Regions from separate parts of the Mus musculus genome. Here all the other regions are linked to region 2. A link is a contact called in public promoter capture Hi-C data. All regions are on one chromosome and are shown on one strand. Each heading gives the region's core, a stretch centred on a gene start, on an enhancer-like site or on the middle of the called end of the contact. The rest is flanking DNA. Distances are from core to core; before and after follow the strand shown.

What was found. Promoter capture Hi-C pulls out the DNA fragments that hold promoters and counts their contacts. Capture Hi-C pulls out chosen DNA fragments and counts their contacts.
Region 1: a promoter capture Hi-C map of adipose tissue shows a contact between it and region 2, with 4 times the contacts expected there. The contact joins the promoter of Med7 here to the promoter of Pwwp2a in region 2. A contact is called at or near these places in 2 of 39 promoter capture datasets (the C10 cell line and pre-B cells), 1 of 484 Hi-C or Micro-C datasets (muscle stem cells), 1 of 115 datasets of contacts at active chromatin or transcription factors (astrocytes) and 2 of 9 other capture datasets (adipose tissue and liver).
Region 3: a promoter capture Hi-C map of pre-B cells shows a contact between it and region 2. The contact joins the promoter of Fndc9 here to the promoter of Pwwp2a in region 2. A contact is called at or near these places in 4 of 39 promoter capture datasets (the 3T3-L1 cell line, the C10 cell line, hippocampal neurons and 1 more), 1 of 115 datasets of contacts at active chromatin or transcription factors (large pre-B cells) and 1 of 9 other capture datasets (adipose tissue).
Region 4: a contact with region 2 is called in a promoter capture Hi-C map of liver, with 3 times the contacts expected there. The contact joins the promoter of Cyfip2 here to the promoter of Pwwp2a in region 2. A contact is called at or near these places in 3 of 39 promoter capture datasets (the C10 cell line, hippocampal neurons and pre-B cells), 1 of 115 datasets of contacts at active chromatin or transcription factors (astrocytes) and 1 of 9 other capture datasets (liver).
Region 5: a contact with region 2 is called in a promoter capture Hi-C map of embryonic stem cells, with 6 times the contacts expected there. The contact joins the promoter of Nudcd2 here to the promoter of Pwwp2a in region 2. A contact is called at or near these places in 14 of 39 promoter capture datasets (the 3T3-L1 cell line, the C10 cell line, the HPC-7 cell line and 9 more), 1 of 484 Hi-C or Micro-C datasets (regulatory T cells), 10 of 115 datasets of contacts at active chromatin or transcription factors (astrocytes, embryonic forebrain, embryonic stem cells and 5 more) and 2 of 9 other capture datasets (adipose tissue and liver).
Region 6: a contact with region 2 is called in a promoter capture Hi-C map of pre-B cells. The contact joins the promoter of Mat2b here to the promoter of Pwwp2a in region 2. A contact is called at or near these places in 17 of 39 promoter capture datasets (the 3T3-L1 cell line, 3T3-L1-derived adipocytes, the C10 cell line and 11 more), 3 of 484 Hi-C or Micro-C datasets (B cells, CD4 T cells and nephron progenitors), 4 of 115 datasets of contacts at active chromatin or transcription factors (astrocytes, effector CD8 T cells, extraembryonic endoderm stem cells and 1 more) and 1 of 9 other capture datasets (liver).
Region 7: a promoter capture Hi-C map of embryonic stem cells shows a contact between it and region 2, with 3 times the contacts expected there. The contact joins the enhancer-like site here to the promoter of Pwwp2a in region 2. A contact is called at or near these places in 5 of 39 promoter capture datasets (the 3T3-L1 cell line, embryonic stem cells, hippocampal neurons and 2 more).

What each region holds. Positions count from the first base shown.
Region 1 is chr11:46,435,558-46,439,050 of GRCm38.p6, reverse strand. Med7 (mediator complex subunit 7) reads right to left here and starts at 2,090. Exons shown (of 3, transcript NM_025426.3): 1 at 1,860-2,090.
Region 2 is chr11:43,680,220-43,683,479 of GRCm38.p6, reverse strand. It overlaps Pwwp2a (PWWP domain containing 2A), which reads right to left and starts at 1,482. Exons shown (of 2, transcript NM_027557.1): 1 at 864-1,482. The coding sequence starts at 1,387. Gm34963 (a long non-coding RNA gene) reads left to right here and starts at 1,416. Exons shown (of 2, transcript XR_388594.3): 1 at 1,416-1,645.
Region 3 is chr11:46,234,275-46,237,612 of GRCm38.p6, reverse strand. Fndc9 (fibronectin type III domain containing 9) reads right to left here and starts at 2,056. Exons shown (of 2, transcript NM_177075.4): 1 at 2,017-2,056. All of the region lies in intron 23 of Cyfip2 (cytoplasmic FMR1 interacting protein 2), which reads left to right.
Region 4 is chr11:46,310,806-46,313,991 of GRCm38.p6, reverse strand. It overlaps Cyfip2 (cytoplasmic FMR1 interacting protein 2), which reads left to right and starts at 1,634. Exons shown (of 31, transcript NM_133769.3): 1 at 1,634-1,765.
Region 5 is chr11:40,731,659-40,735,218 of GRCm38.p6, reverse strand. It overlaps Nudcd2 (NudC domain containing 2), which reads right to left and starts at 1,558. Exons shown (of 4, transcript NM_026023.5): 1 at 1,065-1,558. The coding sequence starts at 1,253. Hmmr (hyaluronan mediated motility receptor (RHAMM)) reads left to right here and starts at 1,782. Exons shown (of 18, transcript NM_013552.2): 1 at 1,782-1,905. The coding sequence starts at 1,860.
Region 6 is chr11:40,690,919-40,694,327 of GRCm38.p6, reverse strand. It overlaps Mat2b (methionine adenosyltransferase II, beta), which reads left to right and starts at 1,646. Exons shown (of 7, transcript NM_134017.2): 1 at 1,646-1,850. The coding sequence starts at 1,788.
Region 7 is chr11:46,114,692-46,118,346 of GRCm38.p6, reverse strand. All of the region lies in intron 7 of Adam19 (a disintegrin and metallopeptidase domain 19 (meltrin beta)), which reads right to left. Among named protein-coding and RNA genes, the nearest start is that of Mir8100, 14 kb to the right of the region's middle. Within about 2 kb of position 1,721, at least 67 of the 459 cell types and tissues checked have an H3K27ac peak or open chromatin away from gene starts, as enhancers often do. A contact at or near this core is called in embryonic stem cells, where this site is marked.

The DNA.
Region 1 (3,493 bases), core at 841-3,340, 2.8 Mb before region 2:
AGAGTCCACCACAGGTTTGGCAGAGGACTTTATTTACTGTTATTTTTAAACATTTTTTTAAAAAGACCTAAACTGGGCATGATGGTTCCCGCTGTAGTCATGATGGGTCATGCTGTAGTCCCTGTGACTGAGAAGCTCGATAGCTCTAAGTTCAAGGCCAGTTTGGACTACACAGTGAGGCTGGGCCAGCCGGTGCTAAAGATCCATCTTTAAAAACTAAGTAAATATTTTTAAAATATATAAAAGTGGGAGTAAGATATGGTAGTGGTCTGTGAGGTATTAGAGGAGTGTGGAAGCGGGTATGATCAAAACACATGTGTGTTTGTGTGTGTGTGTATAAAATTCTCAAAGAACAAACATATTCTGAGAACTAAGGAAAAAGGGTCTGTATTTAGGGTGCTTTTATATGGTACATGATATACTATTTTTTCATGTCTGACTCCTTTTGGTAGGCATATGTTGGAACCTACTCTGGAAAAGAACATTTATATGCAAATGTCATATGCCTTATTTATTATTCTTTCCCATAATCAAACTACATATGGTATCTATTAATCTCATGTCGTTCACTTTCCTTTTTACTGTACAGTGGTCTCCAAACCCAAACACTTAAAACTCTCTTTACATCTTGACAAAAATCACCATTGTTGCTGGGCAGTGGTGGCGCACGCCTTTAATCCCAGCACTTGGGAGGCAGAGGCAGGTGAATTTCTGAGTTCGAGGCCAGCCTGGTCTACAGAGTGAGTTCCAGGACAGCCAAGGCTACGCAGAGAAATTCTGTCTCAAAAAAACAAACAAACAAACAACTATAACAAAACACCGTTGTTAAATTTCATATTTCAAATATTTTCCAAGGTTTCTGAAGGAAGCCACATCTTACAGTATAGTAGAGTTAGTATAGTACAGTTTTCTTAACACATTAGCAATTTTTACATCTTTTCTACATAAATTTAAAACCTAAATCCCAACATATATGGTCAAAATAACCTTTGCTTTTTCCAATTTAAGTACATTATACAATGAGAAGATTCTTGAGTGCTTTCTCACACTGATGTACACTGCCAATACCTTAAATCTGAGGGAAGCAACTCCAAATTCTTCAGATTGTCTAACTGTTAGAGCTAATTCAGGGTGTATATACCTAGAACACGAAAGTCTACTTGTAGCCACTTCAAGTCAACACCTGGCCTAAATTTCATCCCCCGAAGGCTTTTGAAGTTGGGGATCTGCGCTTCCCTTAGCCACACCCACACTAAACCCGCAGTTTCCCGAAGGTTTTTAGTAAGTGACAGATCCGCATCCTCACTCCAATCATCAGGACGGTACGACTACTCCCAATTTGACTATAGAGACAAGAAGCCAATTCCCAACGTGCAGAAGGGGGTGAATTGTACAACGGGAATCCGCATTAGTTTTTTCGGGCGCAAGTGCAAACCCCCGTAACTTGGGCATCCCGCGTTAGAGCGGGCCACCTTACAGAAACCGCCCATTACCGGTTCAAACTGAACTTTTCAAAGCCGCTGGAGGTCGTGACTCGCTAACACTAACAAGATCCAGTGTCTCGTGGGTGCTTTTTTTTTTGGGAGGGGGGGGGTCCGCAAGCTCAGACACTTGGCTCACTTTGTCCCCGTGACTGGGTCCCCGCGGAAAGTCTGGTACAGGATGAATCCGGCTCCGACCCAGGCTCTCGCTCCCCTCCCCCAGCCCCCGCGCTCCCAGGCGGCTACTGTCACTTTACCAATGGCGACAGGGCAGGCTAAGACCACGACATTATAAAAGCCCGTGGCGTGGGGACGAGAACTCGGACCTCCCAACCTCCCGTCTGGCTTGTCGTCCGGAGAGAGCGGTACTCGGTGTACCTTCGGCCGGCCGCCTGCCTCAGGCCCCGGGGAGGCTTCGCGGAGGAACCGGGAGGAAGGCTAGCCCGGGCGTCCCAGGCTGTCCCGCGCCGGACTTCGGCGCTCCACGCCGGGAGAGACGCAACCGCGGGGGCGGAGAGACAGACTTAGGCTGCGGTCGCCAACCGCCGCCGCCCGCTCACCTCAGCTCTTTCTTGCTTTTCCGGTAGTGACTTTTCCTCAGCGCAGCGGAAGCACAAGTTCCGGTTGCCTTCTCAGGAAGAAGCCTCTGACGCGGGCCTCTCATTGGCTACCAAGGCTGTCCTATAGCAGGTCCTACTCCCGCCCTAAAGATGTTGCACATGCGCACTTTCGCATCTCCTGCTTCTCTCGGGAAAGATCCGCTGTCTGGTTTCTTGGTCAGGTCAGGAGAATACTTCTTCGTACTTTTTGTTAGTAGAAGAAAGTACTCTCTAGTAATTCCATTCCTTGCAGCCCCCACTTTTATACGAGACTTTTAAAATTAAATACTTGCCTTATGTAAAAGTCAGAAAATACAGATAAGCAATATATTTAAAAATTATACTAATGTAATCATCAAAAATGTTTTTTAAAAGCAAGATTGTACTCTATGATATATTCATATATATGGAGATATTTGTGAACATGATTAAGAATAACATCCTAAACCTTCATTTTCCCCCTTCCATTCACTTTTATTTTCATTTAGGAATTCAAAGATGTCTATAACAATCCTTCCACAAATTGACAAGTGAAAAAAACTTAATATAATTTTTTAAAATGGAGGGAGTGGGTAATTTCACTGTGTAGCCCAGGCTGGCTTCAGATGTCTCTTCCCAGCCTCTGGAAAGCCAGAGGTATAGAAATGAGCCATCAGGACTAGCAAGAAATATTTCCATTTTGGCCTTTCCCTGAGGGAGAGGAGGAGGGGGAGGGAGGAGAGAGAGAAGAGTTGTTAACAGATGATATGGGAGTCGTAAGATGCAGTGTTGCAAACTAAAAGTAAGATAAACAGCTCTGCTTCACAAACAAGAATGTCTCAGTTTCTTCCTTTAAATATGTGGAGCATTGCAGGCATAAAAACAAAAGAAGAGTCTACTCACTACCAACTTCCATAGTTATATGAGCCCCATCATTTTGTCTCTAGTCTGGTATGAACCTCTAAAAGGTAAGGGCTCTTCGTTTTTTCCTATACCCACAGATTTATTATCTTACTGAAAGTGTACTAGGGGTTATTACACTGATAGAATGAATGTGTGTATGCACATGGATATATATGTATATATGACTTATCCGAGTGACTTACAAGATGCAGTTCAAGTAGTCCAGCAATGGCTGTCTCAGCCCTGAAAGGCTGAGAATCCTGTAGTTGCTCAGTCTAAGAGGCTGGATGTCTCAACAGACCCCCACCTGGCATTGGAGACCTGGAAGATTCCTGGAGAGCCACAGGTCTTCAGTCCATGTTGGAATCCCAAAGAAGTTTGGTTCTAATACTGGCAAAGGAATGGCACAGCAGTGGTACAGATGAAGTTGCCAGTGAGTGTTAGAGCAAGCAACCAAAGAGCAGTTTCCTTTCTTCATGTCCTTTTATCTGGGCAGCCACAAGAAAATGCCACTCAGTCTTTCTGCTTCTA
Region 2 (3,260 bases), core at 233-2,732:
TGCAAAAGAAGAGAATAAAAAGGTTAACTCTAGACTGAAAGCAGATTACCTTCTTTACCTGTTTAAAGCAGTGCCCAGAACATTTTAAATCAAAAGGTGAAAATATACTGGATAAGACAGAGGTTTGTAGGTGAACTCAACCTTCTAGTCAAAACAAATTTAACTGTAAACATCGTCTCGGAAATCTTTTGAGACTCAATCTCTATCACTGCCAAAGAAAAAGTCATGCGAACATTCCTTTGTAAACCCACCACTTGGGTAGTAAATGTTCAAAAGACAGGGGACCTATCCCGTCTCCAATATTTCTTTAAGCTATAAGTAAAATTAGCAAAAGGTACCTCCTTATTAAAGAGTGATCCTCCGAGAAACTATTTCCAGCAGTTCTTAATAACAGTTAAAAAAGGGTTCATTAACTCTAGGCTCTTCCTCTTTTAACAACTGACAGGTAACCTTTTGGGAAGCCCAAAGCACACACCCCTTTCTTCAGCCCCGCTAAAGTTAAAGGTTGATTTGAGGACAGGGAGATGCCTCCGCAGCACCTCTTCCCCCCCCCCCCCCCCCACAGCACCCGTTTCTCTAGGGGATCCATCTGCATTTTGCATTAACCCATCTGCCCCAGTGCGCAAGCCAGAGGGTCGCAGGGGGCTGGGGATGCGGAGGCGGGGTGTGCCAGCCATCTGCACCCGCGCGCGTCCCCAGCTGCACACCTGGGGCCGGGGCCGCGCGCGTCGGCCCCACGCGGAGCGCGCCCCACGCGGAGAGCGGCGCGGCGCGCAGGACCCGAGGGCGGGGCGGGAGCAGCTCGGGTTCGCGCTCTCCCTCGCGGCGGAGCGGACAGCTTGCAGTTGGGGGGCCGACGGTACCTTTTGGATAGGTCCATGAGGACCCCGGAGAAGAGCTTCTCCCCGAGGCGGAACGACACGACGAGCGCGTCCTCGATGATGTGGTCCAGCGTGACCCGCACCTCCGAGCCGGGGATGAGGTGCGACACCGCCGAGTCCCCGCCCGCCGGCGGCACGAGCGCCGGAGCTGGTGGCGGCCGCGGCGCGTCCTCGGGCTGCTCGGGGGCGGCCGGAGGCTGCTCGGGCGGCGAGACCGGGACAGCCGCGGGCTCGGGCGGCTTCGCCTCCTCAGCCTCGGAGCTATCGGCCAGCTCCCCCGGCGGCGGCGGCGGCGGCGGTGGCGGCAGCGGCTGCTCGTCGGCCTGAGGGGCGGACTGGCGCCCGTCGGCCTCGCCGTCCGGCACCGCCGCCTCCGTGGCCGTGACCGGGAGGGGGGTGCCGGCTTCGCTGCCGGGAATGGGCTCTAGCTCCGGCTCGGCCTCGCCGGCGCCCCCTTCCCCGGGGGACGCCGCGGTCGCCGCCGCCTCAGCAGCCACGGCCGCCATTTTCTCGCTGGTTTCTCCCTCCTCCTACTCGGGCTGCGGCGGCGGCGGCGGCAGCGCGGCTGGGATCCCGAGGCCTTCCCCTCCCTCCCGCTAACACTCTCGTCCCGCCCTTTCCCTGATGCTCGTGATTGGCACCGCGCCATTGGCTCCGCCTTCCACCCCCTTCCGCACTTCTGTCAACCCATTGGTCAGAAGGAGCCGTCTGTCGCGGGCTGAGTCCCGCCCCCTCCCTCAGAGTAGGAACTTCCCATTGGTCAGGTGAGTTGTCAAGTGGAGAATCTAAAAGGAGTTTGAGGGGCGGGCTGAAGGATGGCAAAAGCGGCGCCCTGTGCTTACAGCCTGTATCTATTGGTTAGTAGGGGAAATACCGCTTTAGGATTGGTTTATGCCCCTGCCCTTACTCGGCCCGTTCTTCGGAGGTGGGAGAAGGGAAGAAAACGCGAGTCGTGCCAGTTCTTTCAAAGACTCCCCAAGGGGGGAATAGCGGGAGAATGCAGAAAGGGAACCACTTCCCAAGAATCTTTGCGCAGAGATCCTTAGAATAAATGTTATTTCTAGGCTTGGATTTGCTTGTGGCCAAGTGTGGGCACAACAGGCTTCTGTTGGGAAAGATAACTAAAGTTCCGAAAATAATCCTGAGACACTTTTTGGGTGCCTATTCACTAGTCAGATTACGAGGTGCTGGAAACAGGGCGATGTACAAGACATTCTCCATGACCACATGACAGGAGCTCCCGCATACACACAAGCGGTGTTTTCCTTGGTTTCACTCTTTAAAATATAAAGGACTAAACTCTAGGAACCTGCTAATTTCAAAAAAGGAAAATTCTAACGAGAAGACAGACAACTGGCATGCTAAATTGACTGTAGTCCTTAGATCCACGGAAAGAGTTCACTATTGAAGCCTTTTCTTTCCTTACCCTCTTCCTTGCCGTGTGCAGAAAGAAAGAAAGAAAGAAAGAAAGAAAGAAAGGAAGGAAGGAAGGAAGGAAGGAAGAAAGAAAGAAAGAAAGAAAGAAAGAAAGAAAGAAAGAAAGAAAGAAAGAAAGAAATCTAGGCATAGTTGCCGGTGGGGCAGCTCTTGGGAGGCACAGGCAGAAATGGCAAAATTCTAGTCCAGACTTAATACAGTTTCAGGATAGACTCAACTGCAAACTGAGATCCCATCCCAAGAAAGAAAAGATGAGGGCTAGGGGAGCCCTCCAGTGTCCTAAGGTCCTTGTTTTTGTGGTTTGGGTTTTTGTTTTGAAACAGCGTCTCCCTATGTACTTCTGGCTTGCCTGGAACTCACAGAGATCGGCCTCCTTCTCTCTGCCTCCCAAGTGTTGCGTTTAAAGACCAATTCTATTTGAAATCTGTTAAGTCTAGAAGGAGCCACTGTACTCATTTCTTGCAGATTGTTCCTCAGTCAGTCCTTTCTAATAGGAGCAATCAGAGGCACTGAAAACACCTACAAAAGAGAAAGAAGATATTTACCAACGTGGAGGGAAGAATGAAATGTCAAAGATTAATTGAATACTATATATCAATATCTAGTACAATCTTACATGGTCCTTGCAATTCGACAAGTGCTATTATACCCATTTTATTTGAAAACTGAGACAAAAAGGTTTCTAATGTTGTTTAGCTAATAAATTACACGGTCATAAGTCCAGGTATTTTTTTATAGAAAAGACAAAATGACAATAAGCAAATATTAGCCAACGTTCTGTCTATTTCAAGCTTAGCAGTTCTCAGGAAAGTAAAAGTCCAATAGAAGATGCCAGTCAAGGAGAATTCAGAATCTCCCTTTACAGCCACAGGGAAAATGGAGTTTGTTTAGAGACCACTGTGTACCACTGACTTTCCCAAACCCTCTCATTTGAAGTCCTGT
Region 3 (3,338 bases), core at 807-3,306, 2.6 Mb before region 2:
TCCTACATCAGCATTTGACATCATCCTAGCCGCTGCAGACTGAGCGCATGAGATGGCCACAGATACTGACATCGTTAGAGAGACAAAAGAAAATGGACGTCCGGAGGTTAAGCTAGTAAGCCAGTGGTGGAATACAGGTAGGAATGAGGACTGGCTCATGACAAAGCTAGCAGCCCTCAGGCTCAAGATGTACCCACATCATCCCGGCCACAGCCCATCCTGGCTGAGATCCATCACTGACAGTGTCGTTCCCAGCCCTTCCAAACACAGGCAACGTGAAGAGAGCTCTGAGGGCCTACCTTATGCTTCTCAGCTCAGTCCTGACCTCTTGCCTCTGCTGTGAATGCTGTAATGTTACCTAGAACATTCTGCCCAATGGCTTTTTTTTTTTTTTTTGACAAGTTACTTTTCCCATGACTAGTAGAGATTCCCTCTGGCGCCCCCCAGTGGCGATCTACCTCAAAGCTTCTGCAAGTGTTTTGTTTTGTCAAAGCCCAAGGTGCAAGAAATTAGTTTCTCAGATCAAGGTCCTCAGCTCCCAGGATAGCTTAACTTCTAATTGCCCCATAACTTCTAAAAGTAGCAATAGTACTATGACTTTTGTGACTGTCTAACCCACTAGTTCCCAACTTTCCTAATGCTGTAACCCTTTAATACAGTACTTCATGTGATGGTGACCCTCCAACCATAAAATTGCTTTTGTTGCTACTTCATAACTGTAATTTTGCTACCGTCATGACTTGTAATGTAAATGTTTGTGTTTTCCAATGGTCGTTTGGCCCCCAAAGGGGTTGAGAACCACAGCAAATCGGCAGTTGCTGGATCCAGGCTGTGCCAGGTGGCTTCTCCCACAATAACAGACTCCATTCCCATCTTATTAATGAGCGGCCTGGAGTATCAGCTCACAGGAAGAGAGAGAACTTACCCACTTAGCCACTGTATTTCAATGCAGAGCCCCTGAGTTCAGTAATAGATTATTATTGTTGATTATTTATTATTATTATTATTATTATTAAATTATTGGTAAATGAGGTACCCTGGTTGGCTGTATGGCAGATGAGCCCTGTTCAGATTGTAAGCCTTTCAGCTTTGGTAAAGGAGAGGCATCAAGGTTTTTGGGTTTTCTTTCATTCTCTCCGATTGAGAGAAAGCTTTCCTTCTGAATCCCCCCTGATCAAAAATCTAGACAAGCGTTGCCAGGCTCTATATGTTCCGGTCTCCCTCTGCCTTCTTCTCCATTCCCCATCCCCAGCCAGAAGTGCAGATGCTGCGGAAGATTGAAATGGCAAGCGGGCACGTTCAGCCCAAAGTGAATATTAAGCCAAACTGATTTCTGTTTCTGGGCTTGTGTTGTTAGGCTAGGTGAGCCAGGGGAAAACGTAACAGCGTGAAGTAAGTTTTCAGTCCTTGGTTTCCATCTCTAAAGACAGTGACATGCTTGAGAAAGCAGCTTCCTCCTCTCCACGTGGCTGGGAATTTGCACCCAGTAAATGGGAAATACAAAAGATGAGGCAGGGGTGTACAGAGCCTCCCAGAGATGGCTTTCAGAAGGAAACGGACTTACTCTCCCTCGGGTCTCTTGATGTATGCCCACCTCCCCACCCAGGGACCTACATACCCAACAAACACACTTCCAACCTCCGTAAGTGGGCGGAATTCATACCCTGTTAATACACAGGCGCCCTGTAAGGCCCTCCCATCGGGGTGATCGGGCATCCTGTCCTTGTACACATACCTCCCCTTCTGCTTGCCTCCCCCCTGCTGCTGGCCATCTTATAGCCTGGGTTCCCTGCAGCAGACGTTTCTAAGAGCTTCCACCGAGACTGCTTCTACAGCATCTCCAGCTTCCAGGGACAAATCCATCTCTTCGTATTTATTTTTTTTTTTCTCCCCGTCTTCTGTTTTTAAACTCTTCCCATTTTTAGCTATCCAGTCCCCACAGCCTGGCCCCTCTCCAGGCAGAGTGTGAAAGGAAAAGCCATTTTTATTTCCAAGACAGCCATCCATGCCTCTTACCTGATGCTCGCAGTGTGTCTGGTATAGACGTCTCCCCTCTGAGCCGGAGCGGACCGGATCCCAGGTGACGAGCTTCTCCCTCTTCTCCCTCCTCCGCACCAGGCTCTCCTTGATGTTTCTCACTCACCACTGAGTAATCCCACTGTCGCCCCCAACGCTCACATTATTCATTCTTCAGATCAGCATCATTCACCATGGCAACCAGCAGGCATCTACGCACAATGCTTTCAGGGACCAGTCTGAGTAGGCTTTTGCCAGTGAAAGGAGCTTTGGTTCCTTCAGCAAGAAACGAGCAGGTTGAAAAATTTTGCAGGTTGATCCCCAAGATAGCACATTCTTCTAGTGCTTGTGTATTTTCTCTGTAGTTGGCGCTCTCTCTCTCTCTCTCTCTCTCTCTCTCTCTTCAGGTACACATGTTCATGTCATACCTATGTAGAGATCAGAAGGCAGCCCTTAAGTGTCATTTCTCCAGAACCGTCTACTCTCTGTTTGAGACAAAGTCTCTCATGAGCCTGGAATTTGCACCCAGCAGGCTAAGGCCAGCTGGCCAGTGAGCTTTGCAAGCTCTGAGGTACAAAGGCACACCCCCGTGTCTGGCATTTTTATGTGGGTTCTGGGGATTGAACTCAGGTCCTGAGGCTCCTTGAGGTAAGGGGTTTACTGCTGAGCCATCTTGAAGGCTGACCAGTGATCATTGTCTTACTCCATCTCCATCTGTGGATAGTGGTTTCAAATGCAAAGATGCCCTTCGGTTCTGTGGCGAACTTGTCCCCTCCTTTCCTGTCCCACTTCCCCCCTGGAAATTCTCCCCCTCCTTCCTCTCATTTCCTGCAGTGCCTCTACATGATGGTTCTGGGCGAGATTCTTGTATTGCCTGGATCCCAGTTCCTTCAACTCTAAAGCTTCGAACACCTCAGGGGCAAAACACGGGTACCAACATTTCAAATACCCTTGTCAAGATTGCTCAACCATTATCTCCCATGGACTGGTGGTCCCTCAACATGAACTTTAGAGCATGGCTTTAGAAGTAGAGCCTTCATGGGTGTTAATTAGTTAAGGATCGCGAGATGAAATCACCCTTGATCACTTCTATGGAGTCTTTCTAAGAGAATGAACGTTTGAACCCATGGAGACACACACACAAGAGGAGGCCATGTGGAGGCAGAGGCAGGAGTGGAAGCAATGGATCCATGAGCAGCGGGCGGGGATAGGGGATGGGGATGGGGGGACGGGACAGGGGAGCTGTCCTGCAGACGTGCTGATTTCAGGCTTCCTGTCCACAGAACTGTGTGAGAAAGCATCCTGTCACTTATGAGCCACCA
Region 4 (3,186 bases), core at 385-2,884, 2.6 Mb before region 2:
CCTTGCCTGAGATTTGCATACAGTGGCTCCTCTATCAGTAGCCATTTACAGGGAACAACTGTGCAAGTCTAAGTTTGTGGCGTCTGGCAAGCATTGGAGAAGGTTCTCATGACCCAAGATTTTATTCCTTGTTGCTCTATACATAAATCAGGCTCTCAAGTACTTTCCAATTAGTTCCCCTAAGAGGGCAGGCTGGAGAGATGGCTCAGCAGTTGGGAGCCGTGGCTACTCCTCTTGAGGACCTGAGTTCAATTCCCAGTACCTACATGGCATCTCACAATTATCTGTATCTCCAGTTCCAGATTATTCTTGGCACCAGGCATGCATGCGGTACACATATATGTGCATGCAATCAAAATACCCATACACACAGAATAAAATAAATACTTTATATACATACACACACACACACACACATATATATATATATATATATATATATATATATATATATATATATATATATATATATATATGGTACCCAGAGCAACTATTATTCCCTTTATTGCAGGTACTGCATCTCCCACTCAGAGCAGTACCATGCTGGGGTGGGTTCAGGTCAGGACTGAATGCAGCTGGCCTCATCCCTACCTAAAGCCCTCCGAGTTATGTCTCAAGGAGCAATGGATTCTTTGAAGAGCCCTAAGCAGCATCTAAGAGGCTTCTGTCTCCTCAGCTCCTTCCTAGGTTTGCCTAAAAGTCAGCTTATCATGATTTTGTCCACGAGTCAATTCTACCTCAATGGGATCGACATGGGCACGCGCGCGCGCACACACACACACACACACACACACACACACACACACACACGCACACACACACATAATAGCTGTACATTTTTACACTAAGAAATGGAAAGGAAGTAGATGTTTCTCTTTGTTTTTAAATTATTACATTTATTTATTGTGTGTGTGTATGGGTGTGTGTATGTGTCTGTGTGTCTGTGTAATGTGCATATATGCATGTGGGTGGAGGTCAGAACACAATATACAGAAGCTGTCTCTCTCCTTCTACCTTGTGGATCCTGGGAATCGAACTCAGGTCATCATCAAGCTTGGCTGCAAGCGCTTTCTCCCGCTGAGCCTGTGCCCTCTGAGCCCGTGCCCTCTGAGCCCGTGCCCTCTGGGAAGTTATTCTTCAAGTGGTGGAAGGGCTCAACCTCTCACTTAGCCTGCTCCCTTCTTTGGGAAAGCAGCTGTCATTGGACTCCTGTTAGGTCAGTTAATGCTGGCAAATAATAAGCTCCAAGCGAGCAGGGGCTCTACTGCACACTAGTGCGTGCCTGGCTCTTGGCAAGATGCTTGGAACAAAACAGGTAGTCGATAAAGATGTGGTGAATAAATGACTATATGAAAATAATTTGACACCGGGGAGATGCGAAAGGAGCTGACGCTTCCTTCCTTCTGGAGTGGCAGGTGTCGCTGGTGATGCAGGCGGCAGCAGGAAAGTCGTCCCTCCTCCACCTCCAGAGTCCGGAGGCTGGATACTCTAAGGCTGGAAGGTATGGGTTCAGGAGGTTGCAGGTCAGGGGTGCGCAGGGAGCCCCTCGCCGCAGCCATTTCCGGCTCTTTGTGTGACAGCAGCCGCGGCGAAGGGGCTGGGCACCGCGGCCAGGGGAGGAGCCGCGGCAGGCGGAGAGGCGGGGCCGCGGGCGGGGCGCGGCGGTCCGCCGGCGCAGCGGCGGAGCGGGGCTAAGCATCCTGCGCCCCGGCGCGGGGCCCTGCGGTAGCCTCGGGTCCCTCCCCTGGACCTGCCACCGAGCCAGGTAAGGGACTCTCGGAGACAACAGGGCTGATGCAGGAACCGAAATGCTGCCTAGGCGGTGGATGCGTTCCTGAGGATGCGCGAGGGGCGGGCGCCACTTCTCCCAGCCCGTTGGGGGCGCTTGGCTTGGCGCCCGAGGCTACACGGCTTCAGGTCCCTGGAGGCCGGGCTACAGGCCTGTGTTGTCCCTTCTCCCCTCGGCCGCCCCGGGCGCCCTGGGCAGGGAGCGTTTTCCAGAAGTCGTGGGTACAGCGCAGAGCTCCGCGCAGCAGCCTCAGCGGCAGCCACAGCAGGTGCGTGGCCTGGGCCGGAGCCACCCGCCCTAAAAAGAGGCAGGGATAGTCTCGGGGACCAGGGATACCTGCAGGGGCCACAAGCCCAGAGGGGGCTACATCCCTGCACCTACATACTGCAGATCGCCGGGCAGTCCCCGCCTCTGCGGTCGCGGCCACCATCATTCAGCCAAGGCCAGAGAGAGCTGCCTGGGCCCGCCTGACAGGCAAGGGGGTACTGGGCGCCCGCGGTGAACCGAAGCCGGGTGGGGCCGGGGCCACAGCGGCACGGTTTGGGAGAGGAAAGCTCTGATGAGCCGGGAGGCATGGCTGACCTGCTTCGAAGCGTTCTGGCCTATACTAGCGCCTCTCCCCTGGATGGCTTTGGGGAGGAGAAAGGTGGGGTGATGGAATCCTAGGGGTCAAGGTTTCCTTCGTATTTAGCTGCCCACCTGTCTGTTGTGGGAGATTGCCACATCACCTTCAGGAAGGTAAGCCCTCCTGTGTGTACAGGAAGAGGAGTAGCTTGTGGCTAAGGGTGGGGGCAGGGAGCATGGTTGAACCGACTGTTGGTTTTCTCCCGCGACTATCTGGGTGTTTTCCAGTCCAGACTTAGAACTTGGCTAGCCCAATTCTTTAGTGCCCACAGCCCCACAGTTGGGCAGGAAGACTTAGGGATCAGACTGACGACTGACTGTTGCTCCTAAGCAACCATTTCTACCTCTTGACCCCTTCCCTTAGAAGTGACCAGCCTTATTCTTGGGCACAGGCCCTGCAAGAACCATTGCCTAGCACTCAGTGACACCCCCCCCTCCCGCCATTGTCGGAGGACAAAAATATAGATTAATATCTATAGTCGGGATTGTAAGTCCTTGAAGGTAGTTGTCCCTACCACCATCCCCCCTTCTGTGGCTTTCCCCCCCTCCACCCGATGCTCCTTGGGTCCCTTCTCTCCTGTCAAACTTGCTTGAGAAAGGAGCCAGTGAGTGGTATTTATCTTGAAGAGCTAAATACAAAAGGTTTTCCCATTGGATGTAGAGCAGGCGCTTCTTAAGTCATGGGATCAGAAAGGAAGCCGAGGATAGGAGACATTTTAATAGGAAGCAGAGCTGAAGTCAAAATATTTGCTATCTCTAATGGTTGACTTTCC
Region 5 (3,560 bases), core at 309-2,808, 2.9 Mb after region 2:
TCTGCCTCCTGAGTGCTAGGATTAAAGGCGTGTGCCCACCACACCCGGCCATGAGGAACTTTATTAATGGAGCGAAGCATTAGGAAAGGCTGAAAACCACTGCTCTATGGAGTCATGGAGCTGGCTTAGTACATCTGGCTTGCTGGCCTAATTCGCTGAGCTGAGATCTACCTGCCTAAGGTTCCCAAATGCTGGGATTAAAAGCGTGCACCACAACACCTGCCTTAAAAGTGCTCTCTCTTTTAAACTCAATGTTATTAAAGCTAGTTCAATCTCTTTTGAGAAGCTGGCACTAGAAAAGGCCAGTTTCTTAAAAAGGTTCAAATCACATGTTGCAGAAATTGATATCCAATTAGCTGTTGACTAATTTTCCTTCTCCTGCCCAAGGTTACAAAACACAGTATCATGTCTCCGTTCACCACTACATTATACAGTCATCCTCCAACAGGCTATGCATCTAATCTAGGTGTAAAGTATAGCCTGATTGTTATGTGAGTCTTAATAAATTCTTAACCAAAAACGGGGAAATGTGACCAGATTAAAAATTTGGTGAAATTAGGTAACTTCACACACCTTTTCACTACGATGAAGATCAACATGCAAGAAACTTGTTATTTAGAAAACCAATCTGACATCTTGGAATCCTCATCCCATTACCCTAGCCTTGCTTGTAAGTGCCTGTATTAGCCTACACGTCATGAACAGAGTTCAGAATCCTTTTGTCTAGTCTCTGGGACTCCCATCGGTGCCCAGAAGACGCATATTCGTTCTTTTGACCTACTTAGCCTTCTGTCAGCAGGAACTCCGGAGGAAATAAAAGCACCCCAAACCTATTTTAGAAATAAAGTGGAGAACAAAATCTTTGAGTTCTACCCGCGCAAAATCTGCTCTGTGGGTGCAGTGCTCCGTGGAGACCCCTCGCCAGAACAATTTACCACTTCTTTCTACCAGCCAGGAACTAACCTTGCCACACCCAGCAGTCATCCCTCTGACACCGTGAATTTTAGGGCTCGGGGTGCGGGAAAGCCAGAAGAAGGAACTCGGGACAAGCCCTGGCTTGCTACCTTGAGGATCTCGCGGCCACCCACGGCCAGAGCCACGTGCCGACTCTGCAGGCCGCACTGGATGTCCTGCGCGCGAGTGCCGGGGGGCACCTGGACTTCAATGAACACCTCCTCCAGGGTCTGGTACCACTGTCCCCACGGAGTCCCGCAAGGAACCACCCCGCTGCGCTCCTCAAACGGGGCGGACATTCTGAAGACGCCACGCAGGCACACGGCTCCGGGAGAGCACTACACCGGCGGGACTAGGCTCTGGGCTTGCCCTCGGCGCCTTGGGGTCACTGCACATGCGCAAGAGTCCAAACTGGCGTGTCCGAGTGTGCAAAATTCTCCCTTTCAGAGCCCATTTAAGACACTCGTGAGCCCTGGTGAAATCGACCGAAGCCTAGAGATGTTGACATCCAAAGAACACTGACGCCGGAACAAAGGAGAAAAGTGCCTGCGATCTTTAAACCTGTGTGACGCCAAAATTCCGACGCGTCCACCGGCCTGTGAAGTGCGCTTGCGCGAACTGGGCTACCCAGTAAAACTGAGTAAAACCAGAAGTGATTGGATAGAGCTGTTTGCGGCGACGATCAGGAGCAGCCTCTTATTGGCTACTAGCTTAAACTTACAAACCTTCCGATTGGGCGGCGGTAGGAATCTAGTGCGCATGCTCTTTGGACCATGCAGGATTGGCCAGATAGGTTTAGGTTTTCTGATTGGCTGAGGGGGAAAGTTGAGGTAAATTTGAATTCAGGCGAGCTGACAGTTTGCTGGGGCGTTTGATTGCTGTCTCATCTGGACCCAGGCGTCAGAATGTCCTTTCCTAAGGCGCCCCTGAAGAGATTCAATGACCCTTCGGGTACGTACGGGTGGGGGAACAGGGTGGGAAGGGGATGTGCCCTCGTTTCCCAGTCATTCGAAAGCCAGGTTAGGGCTGGGGCGGTGTTTGTTTTTCTCCAAATTCACGCAGTAAACACCTGGTTAGCGCAGTGTGGGATGGTAGAGACGCGGCCCTACGTGAAATGAGGTCATCCCTGCACACAGCGAGTCTTCAAGCGTGAGATTCCAAAATATGCCATCAACACCATGGAGAAACCACAGCTGGTTGAAGGGGATTAGGAGTTGGCAGGCGCTACTTTTCTTTTTAAAAAGAAGTTACTCTCTTTAGAATTTTCTGCATTGACATTGCATTCAGATATAAAAGCATAAAGACTGAGAAATCTGTTCAGTAAAGACAGCTGCCCACGGATTCTTTTCCACTCGTGAAACAGTTCTTTGGAATTTCTTTTTTAATATTTTATTTTTTTAAGGTTGATTTATTAACATGAGTATACTGTAGCTGTCCTCACACACCAGAAGAGGGCCTCAGATCCCATAACAGATGGTTGTGAGCCACCATGTGGTTGCTGGGATTTGAACTCATGACCTTTGAAAGAGCAGTCAGTGCTCTTACCCACTGAGCCATCTCATGAAACAATTCTTAAGTAATGTTCAGCATTTTAACAATAGAATAGTGGAACTTGGTGTGTAGATGACAGAGTAAATTGAGTGTAGATGGTGATAGCATTTAAACAGTTAGAATAAAGTAATTTTTAATGTTTTCACCTGTAAGAAATAGACACTTCCAGACCTAGTGGCCTGAGCTACATAGACTGTCAGTAACTCACACCTACAACAAATTAATAGCATGTTGGAAGTAAATGAAAAATGAGACTGAAATCCACTCAATTTTATGAAACTAAATTGGCAGAAATGGAGTGGGAACCCAGACTTCCAAGGATATATGCTATGCTCTTAAGGGCTGTGGTTTATGCACAAGTAACTAGAGCCTTGGGTGTGAGGTGATAGATGCTAACTGTGCAGCTGTACTGTCGTAAGGTCTATATGTTATTCCTTTGAACAGCTAGACGAGAAAAGTACCAAAGTTGTACTCTTTACAAATGAGAACATTGAGAGAGTTTCTGACTATATTATGCAGCCAGCAAGTAAGTGATGGAGCGGAAGATGAAAGGCCGGTTTATATCCTCTGTAGCATGTACTGGTTAGTAGTCTCTATCTGGTTTCTATCAACGTTCCTCCATTCACAAGGTCAAGTGAGTGATCAGACACAGCCATCTCCATGGCCACACCATTTCCAGGGAACTCAGACAACTTAGGTTCTACAGAACAGGGTAGATGTTTTTGTTTTGAGACAAGGTCTCTTGTAGCACAGGCTAGCCTTGTACTCCTGCTGCCACCTCCCAAGTACTGAAACTTAAGAGACCTGCACAACACACATGGCTCAGCTGCTGTTTGGTTTTAAGGAGCAGTAGTTAAGGCTTACAGTGTCAAAGATAATATGTCAGATATTTAATATTTGTAAGTCCATGGCAGCTTTTTCTACCTCAAGGAAACTTAAAGCATCCTGGGATAAAGGAGGGAATCTAACTTTTTTTTTTTTTAAAATTTGGTGTGTTCTCCCTATGTCTACAAAGTGTCTGGCATGGTATTTTCTGTAGCTTGTCAGACACAGGT
Region 6 (3,409 bases), core at 397-2,896, 3.0 Mb after region 2:
CGTACTCTTATATATAGGCAAGCAAACATTTTCTCACTCTCTTCACAAGGTTGCTCTGAGAATCACACTAATTGTGGAAAATTTTGAGTCTTCCTATTGAGTACATTTTATGATCCCCTCTAGGAAGCAAACTACACACACATCAACCAGAAACTTGAAATATTCTCACTTTTAATTAGGATGAGGGATCTTGGATTTGTCCCTCCCTCGGACTTCTAATTATTATTATAATTTAGTGTTGGGATAGCTAGCCCTTTTAATAACCATAAGACCCGGATTATAAAAAAAAAATTCGAAAAGTAGGGAGCCTTAGGCTGCCTTTGTTTGCTCTTCCAAAGAGTGAGGGAATAAATTCTTTAGTGGGGGGGGGTGGGGTGGGGGGGTGGGAGAAAAACTATCACCTGACTGAGGAAAACTTTTCCCAAGGGGCAGCTTAATCCTTAGTCTAAAAATAAACCAAAAGGATTCTGAAAATGAGGCCTTTGGGGGTAATTCAGGCAGTGGTCACGTTTTGGGGCGAGTTTTGAAATCCCTTATCGTGGGTGTCTGGATGGGAATAGATTGTTGGGTAGAGAGTGGGCGGAGAAAAAGTGTGCCCGGGCTTTTTTTCAGGGTAAATTTCACTGGCTTGCCTGTTGCTGTGCTTCGGAGCTTGTAACCTGCAGGTTACAGTTGAGAGCTGAGTCAGACCCTGCGAGCTGTTGTTTCTGATTAACTTTTGAACAACCACACAGGGCTGGAAGGAGCGCCTGGCATTCCGCCCTTCCTTGGCTCCCTCATTTTAAGTCTTAGCAGCTCCTCCTTGGCTTGGCTCCAGCAGCCCCGGGCGTCGTCGTCCCCTAAGTGAAGCCTCCAAAGGGCAGCCAGGACGCCTGTTAAATCTACTTAAAAGTTGACTGGGCTTGTTAGCACAGTTGAGTTTCTCCTGTGGTTCTGCGGGGGGGGAAATACGAAGAACCTGCCTTTTAGAAAGTAACATTCTCTCCCACACCTTTTTATTTTTAATTAGCTAAAAATAAACAGTTTTCAAACTTCACAGCATTTTTTTTTTAGCATTCCAGAAAAACATAGCTTTCAGGGATGTTAATGACTCTGAGCACAGTCCTATTTTTATTCTTTCTTCTTGCCTTAAAGGACGAACCGCACCTTGCCTAGGTTGGTTGTTCACTCCTGTAACCCTTTGATGCCTTTGGACAAGGAAACTAGAGAGGATCAGAAATTGCAGGTCTTTCTCTGAGCCCAAGGCCAGCCTGAGGTTCGGACTGCCTAAAACCAACTCAGTCCAGCCTTAGCTCTGTGTTCACGGGACAACCCTTACCTTCTTGCCTCCTAACTTTACAGATGTTTTAGTCTATTTTCTATAATACATGCTTGGTTGACTCCTAGGCATTTCGCAGTCTGCAAACCTAGGCGAATCGATTCCTTACCCTTCACTAAGAAGGAATAAGTAGGAGAGATTTTAAAAAAACAAACAAAAAAGCCAACACTCTTAAACCCAAGGAAGCCTGCATCCATCGCTTGGCACCAGTGCCTGCGTTCTAACGCTCTATCTCCTTAAGAACTGGCACATGGGCTGACAGCGTCCCTTGAGGTTCCGCCCCTTTTTGAACGCGTGGCGAGAGGCGGCCAATCAACAGGCGCGGCCAGGGCGGCGGAAGCCGGAAGCGGCAGCCGGGGTCGGCCTGGGCCTAGGGGAGGAGGGCCAAGGGCGCGGGCGCTGCGGCCCCTGGCAGTGCTGCGCTAGTGGAGCTTGCGGTCGCGACTGAAGCGGCGCAAAGACTGCGGGCATGGTGGGCCGGGAGAAGGAGCTCTCCATCCACTTCGTCCCCGGCTGCTGCCAGCTGGTGGAGGTGAGCTTCGGGGCATGGAGCCGGGGTGGCGCCTTTGAGTTTGTTTACCTCTCTCCCTGTAGGGCTGCGCTCACGCCCGCTGCAGCCCGGGGAGCGCGGAGGTGGAGACTCCCGGTGCCTCCCGCCGCCTCCCGCGGGCTGGCTCCCGTTTCAGTAGTCATCATCTTTGTTTTGTGTTCCTGGATCTTTAAGGACAGGGGGAGAGTGACTTTCCATAAATGGCGGTGTCGGCGGGGTCAACTTGGTGAATTCATAGTTTGCACGGGGCGGGTTCCTTGAGGCACTTTTAAGGCTGTCAGGATTTCCGACTGTGCGGTGCTGTGAACGCTCAGGCTCCCTGGTAGGCAGACGGGCACCGCCTCGAGTTTATTCAGGAAGGTTTGAGCAGGAATTCCAGTGTTGGGCTTTTAGCTTCTACGTTTTCTGAACCGCTGTATTTTGCGTGGTGGAAGACTGCTGAAAGAAATTGCATGTCTGGTAAACTTCCCCCAGCATGTTTCCAAGTCTGGTCCACGGTCCCGTGTTTCAAGCCCGTTAAGTACTTACTGACCTACAGAATGTATCCAGCACAGTCGATGAACTAATGTGTCTTGCTGATATAAAAACGCCTAGGATGTGGCCAGTTTTTTTTTTTTTTTTAATGCAAACTTTTAATTTGGGGGAGGGTCCTGTGCTTGCTAGAGTTACTAGAGATAAGGGAGTCCCTATTGAGATGAGGGATTCTTGTTAAGAGTATACCGCCATAAGATTAGGCTATTATTAGGTGAACCTGTAGCGCCTTTTCTTAATTGGCGATTGACTTGGGAGGACGGAGCCCCTGGGCTGTTATAGTCCTGAGTTGTTTAGGAAAGCTGGCTGAGGAATTAAGCAGTTTTCACAAGGCCTGTGTGAGCTCCTGCCTCCAGGGTCTTGTCCTAACTTCCTTCAGGGGCGAACAGTGATGTGGAAATGGTAAGCTAAGTACCTCCTGCCAAACAATGCTTTGATGTTTTCACACAGCAATAGAAACCCAAACTAGAACTCAGTATGTGTTGTCCAGGCTGGCCTTGGACTCAGATGCTTCTGCCTCGAGGAGTGCTGGGATTGAAGATCTGAGCCACCACAACCAGTTGATAATGGGAAATTTTTACATTTGCGTGATGCACATTCAATATTATCTCCAAATGGCTGGGCCTTAGCCAAAGTTCGAATGTATTTGCAGTTCCAGACTGGTGACGGCATGTGACCAAAGGTGTGTGCGTATGAGCATGTATTCGTGTAGGCTTAATGCATTTCCCCAGTTCAGTAAAAGAAAAGTAGAGAGTGGTAAACTGAGTGTGCTAACTCATGTCTGTAATCTCAGTACTCAGGAAGTTTGTAGTGGTGAGGAGATGTGATTGCTTTTTAGGGTGGTTTTTTGTTTGTTTGTTTGTTTTTTCTTTCTGTTGTTGCATTTGTTTGTTTGTTTTAAACAGTCTCACTGTGTATTCATGGCTGTCCTCAAATCCCCGGAGATCTGCGTGGCTCCACCTCCAGTGGGCTGGGATTGATGATGCCACCACACCCAGCAACCTTTTTCA
Region 7 (3,655 bases), core at 472-2,971, 2.4 Mb before region 2:
CATTTTTCAGTAATAGCCCTTCCCATGGCTCTCAGCAGGAAGAACCTGAGTGAGATCTATCTTGGCTACCTCCATCTCCCAGGGCAAGGAAGCAACCAGAGCAGATGTGATTATCTTCTTCCAGCCCCTTCAGGTAGTTATTTTCCTGACTTTATATTACAATGCTTCCGGTTAGCTCACTGATCAATCAGAGGAGGGAATGGTCTCTTTGCTTTGCTCATCAACCCAATAGGAAGCCACCATCACACATCTTATAAGGCTTTCTCCTACATGTGGTCAGTTGTCACTGATCTAATGGTTGCTAAACTGCTCTATGGACAAGCTGTGGTGCTTAGCACAAAAGGGGCATATGGATGTCAGGTCTTGATGACACCCTACAAGAGCTTCAGTCACAGTGGAGGGAGAGCCAGAAATAACCATAACAACAAATCCTCTACTTAAGAAAGAAGGACACAATTTAAAAGAGCTAAGAAGCCGGGTGTGGTGGCGCACGCCTTTAATCCCAGCACTCGGGAGGCAGAGGCAGGCGGATTTCTGAGTTCGAGGCCAGCCTGGTCTACAAAGTGAGTTCCAGGACAGTCAGGGCTACACAGAGAAACCCTGTCTCGAAAAACCAAACCAAAAAAAAAAAAAAAAAGAGCTAAGAAACTCACTGAGAACCTACACGGACTAACTGCAGTGGGGGGGGGGCATGCAAATGTCACATAGGGGGTGCTGCCAACAGGGCCATGTGGCATCAACATGGTTTTGCCTTCCACATGATTCCAAGAGGCAGTGCCTTCTTTGGTGAGAAAGACTCTTTGACTTCATCATCACTGTGAAATCAGACATCGATAATGGGGCATAGGAGAGAAGAGTGTGCTGAACTTGATTAGAATGTCTGCCTAAAGCCCCATTAGGAGGCTTTGTATTACCACTTCTGTCTGAAAAGGACAGACCTCTTTCACCTTCAATAATGAAGTAGGGAAATTGTCAGGATGGGAAGACGAAAAGATTTTAGAACTGTAACCTCCCCCTGCCCTAAAGGATAGACATGCCCTGTGTGCTGTCATTTTGACCCAGAATCTGGATAGCTAGTGAAGGTATTGTTAGGTGGGTATTCCTTATTCAAGCCGTTACAGGTTTCCTCCTCCAGCTCTTCCAGAATACCCAAATGAGGTGCCCTAGAGTATTGGTTTGGCAAGGGCTGACTCCCAGCTCTGGTACACCACTTCCTCCCTCTTGTATTAATTCTGCAACAGTCCTTGACTTCTTTGGAACTGACACTCACCAGAAAAGAACTCCTTTGCTACCCTTATCTCCTACAGAGGTAAATTCTAGAACCCTGTTGCATAGACCTTTGCAAACTGTTTAATCTAGAAGTTTCTATTACCAAGACCTCCTGACTTCTAAACTAGTCCTGTGGCAAGAGTCTTTCCACTTATTTAGTAAACATTTATTACTGCATTGGGAAGAGATTTCTGGCTTCCAAATATATTAATCCTATCCTCAAACAGTAAGGCCCAGTGAGGCCACCATAGTTGAAACAGTGTGTCATGTTTTCCAGAAGACTCTGAAGCAGGAGTTGGTAAGCTTATTCTACAAAGCGCTACTGAGTAAACATGATGAGGCTTGGTAGACCACATGATCGTAGACCACAGCTGCTCAGTTCTGCCTTGGTGGAGCACAGCTACCCAGTTCTCCTTGGTTGCTTAGAAGCTTCCAGGATACCATAAATCAAATGGTATGGCCCTGCTCCAGAATAATACTCATAGGAACATGTGATAGGTTCACATGGGCTGTAGTTTACAACCTCCAGTCTTAAAAAATATGTGCTTCAGTGTTACCCTTTCTGAGGCAACCCCGGTCATATAACACGGTAGGCCAGCCTTTCCCAGATATCTTACATCCTGCTGGTACCACCAAAGTTCTTTACAGCCCTATGTCTAAACCCATTCTTTCCCCTCCCCCAACGTAAGCCCCCCTCTTTGCTCCCATTGCATTCTATTTCACTTAATAAATGAGGGAATGTGCCAGGATCCACCCAAGCAGCTCTCTCACACGCCTCCTTGCCTACAGAATGGACATGCTGAGAATCATCCCAGAAGCTCCCACCTCGATCTTGGCCCAGGCAGAGAGCCACTGCTTGCTTGCTTGCTTGCTTGCTTGCTTGCTTACTGCTGACAGCTCTCTCTAGATGCCAATAGCACAACCTCACTGCCCAGAGCTTGCTTTCCCACTCGAAGCATCCCTCTGGCTGCTGTGAGTTCCGAGCCCGGAGATAGCGGCTGTGTCTCAGCACTGGGGGATAAATCACAAATACTACATCCTTCCCTTGATTCATCTTCCTGCATGCTCAGATTAACGACCAGGAATATATTTCTGCCAGCAGATTCTGGGCTGCAAATCTTGCCTGGCCTGATCCAACCCTGACATGAATCATTCAAAGCCTACAGCTGAGAGATGTTCATGACACTGAGAACTGAGAGATCCCTGACTCAGCAAGAGGTACGAGTCATGGGGGTGACTTGTAGCTAAGGGGGTGAGGATGTCTATGTGACTGACTGGTGCTTTTTAAGGGGTGCTTCACTCCCCTGCATCAGTAAGATCCTCTGGGTGGTCCCACAGCCATGGTGGCACACCTTCAAACAGAGCCTTTTCTTGCCTGGTTTGCTGGGAGTCTAGCTACCCAGCAACAGACCACTCCCCAACTCCTCCTCTTCTATGCCTGCTGGAGACTCACAGGTTAAGTGGCTTGTAAAACCCTGCACCAAGGACCCACTGGGCAAAAGAATAATACTCCTCCCTTAAACTGGAGCGGGGGGGGGGGGTTCTAAGTGCCTCACTCCATTGGAGTCTCAGGACATTTTATCTGAACAATCTTAGGAAAAATGACGAAAGACCTTGTATCAGACGATACAAGATATAAAGCTTAAATGGAGAACTCTCTGGGAGGAAAGACCTTGCTTTCCCCCAGGAACCTTCACAATACAGAGAGCCAAAGGTGCCGCTATGGGGTGGGGCTAAGTGGGTTACTTGGCTGGCTTTGAAGCCAACCTTTGTTGCTGCTCCCCCATCTACACATCAATCTGTAGAAAGAAAACAAAAACCCTAGAACCCACCCATTCCTGACTGCTGGGGGGTGGGGTGGGGGGAACAATGCCAACATCAGCTTAAGAAAGCTAAACTCTTTTGAAAGTAAACACAATGTTCCCTCCCAGGAAAGCCCTTCACCTCCACTTCGCTGCCCAGTGAACTCCTCCTGTCTTTAAGAAAGAAGGCTAAAGATCCTTCTCTTCCGACCTCTAGCTCTGAAAATAAGCTCTCAAACCTGGGCTAGAACTCCCTCACCCGCTGGCATTGCTCCGACCCACGCTGTGGAGCTGCAAAGAAAGAGGCCACTGGGGAAGCTGGTAGCCCCAAGTAGAGAGGACAGGAGACCATGATACAGTGATGAGCCCCCACCCCCACTTTCATGGAGTTTTGCAGTGCTCAGCCAGGGCACAGGAAAGAGTGTTTGGCTGTGGTCATGTCACCACACGGTATGGGACTTGAAGGTAATGCATGGTTAATGGAAATATGGGTGGTGGGTGCATGGAGGGCTTCCAGGAGGAAACAGAACTCCTGGACTCCAGGATAAGTCTCCATTCAAGCTTTCTTTACACGCCACCTGCCA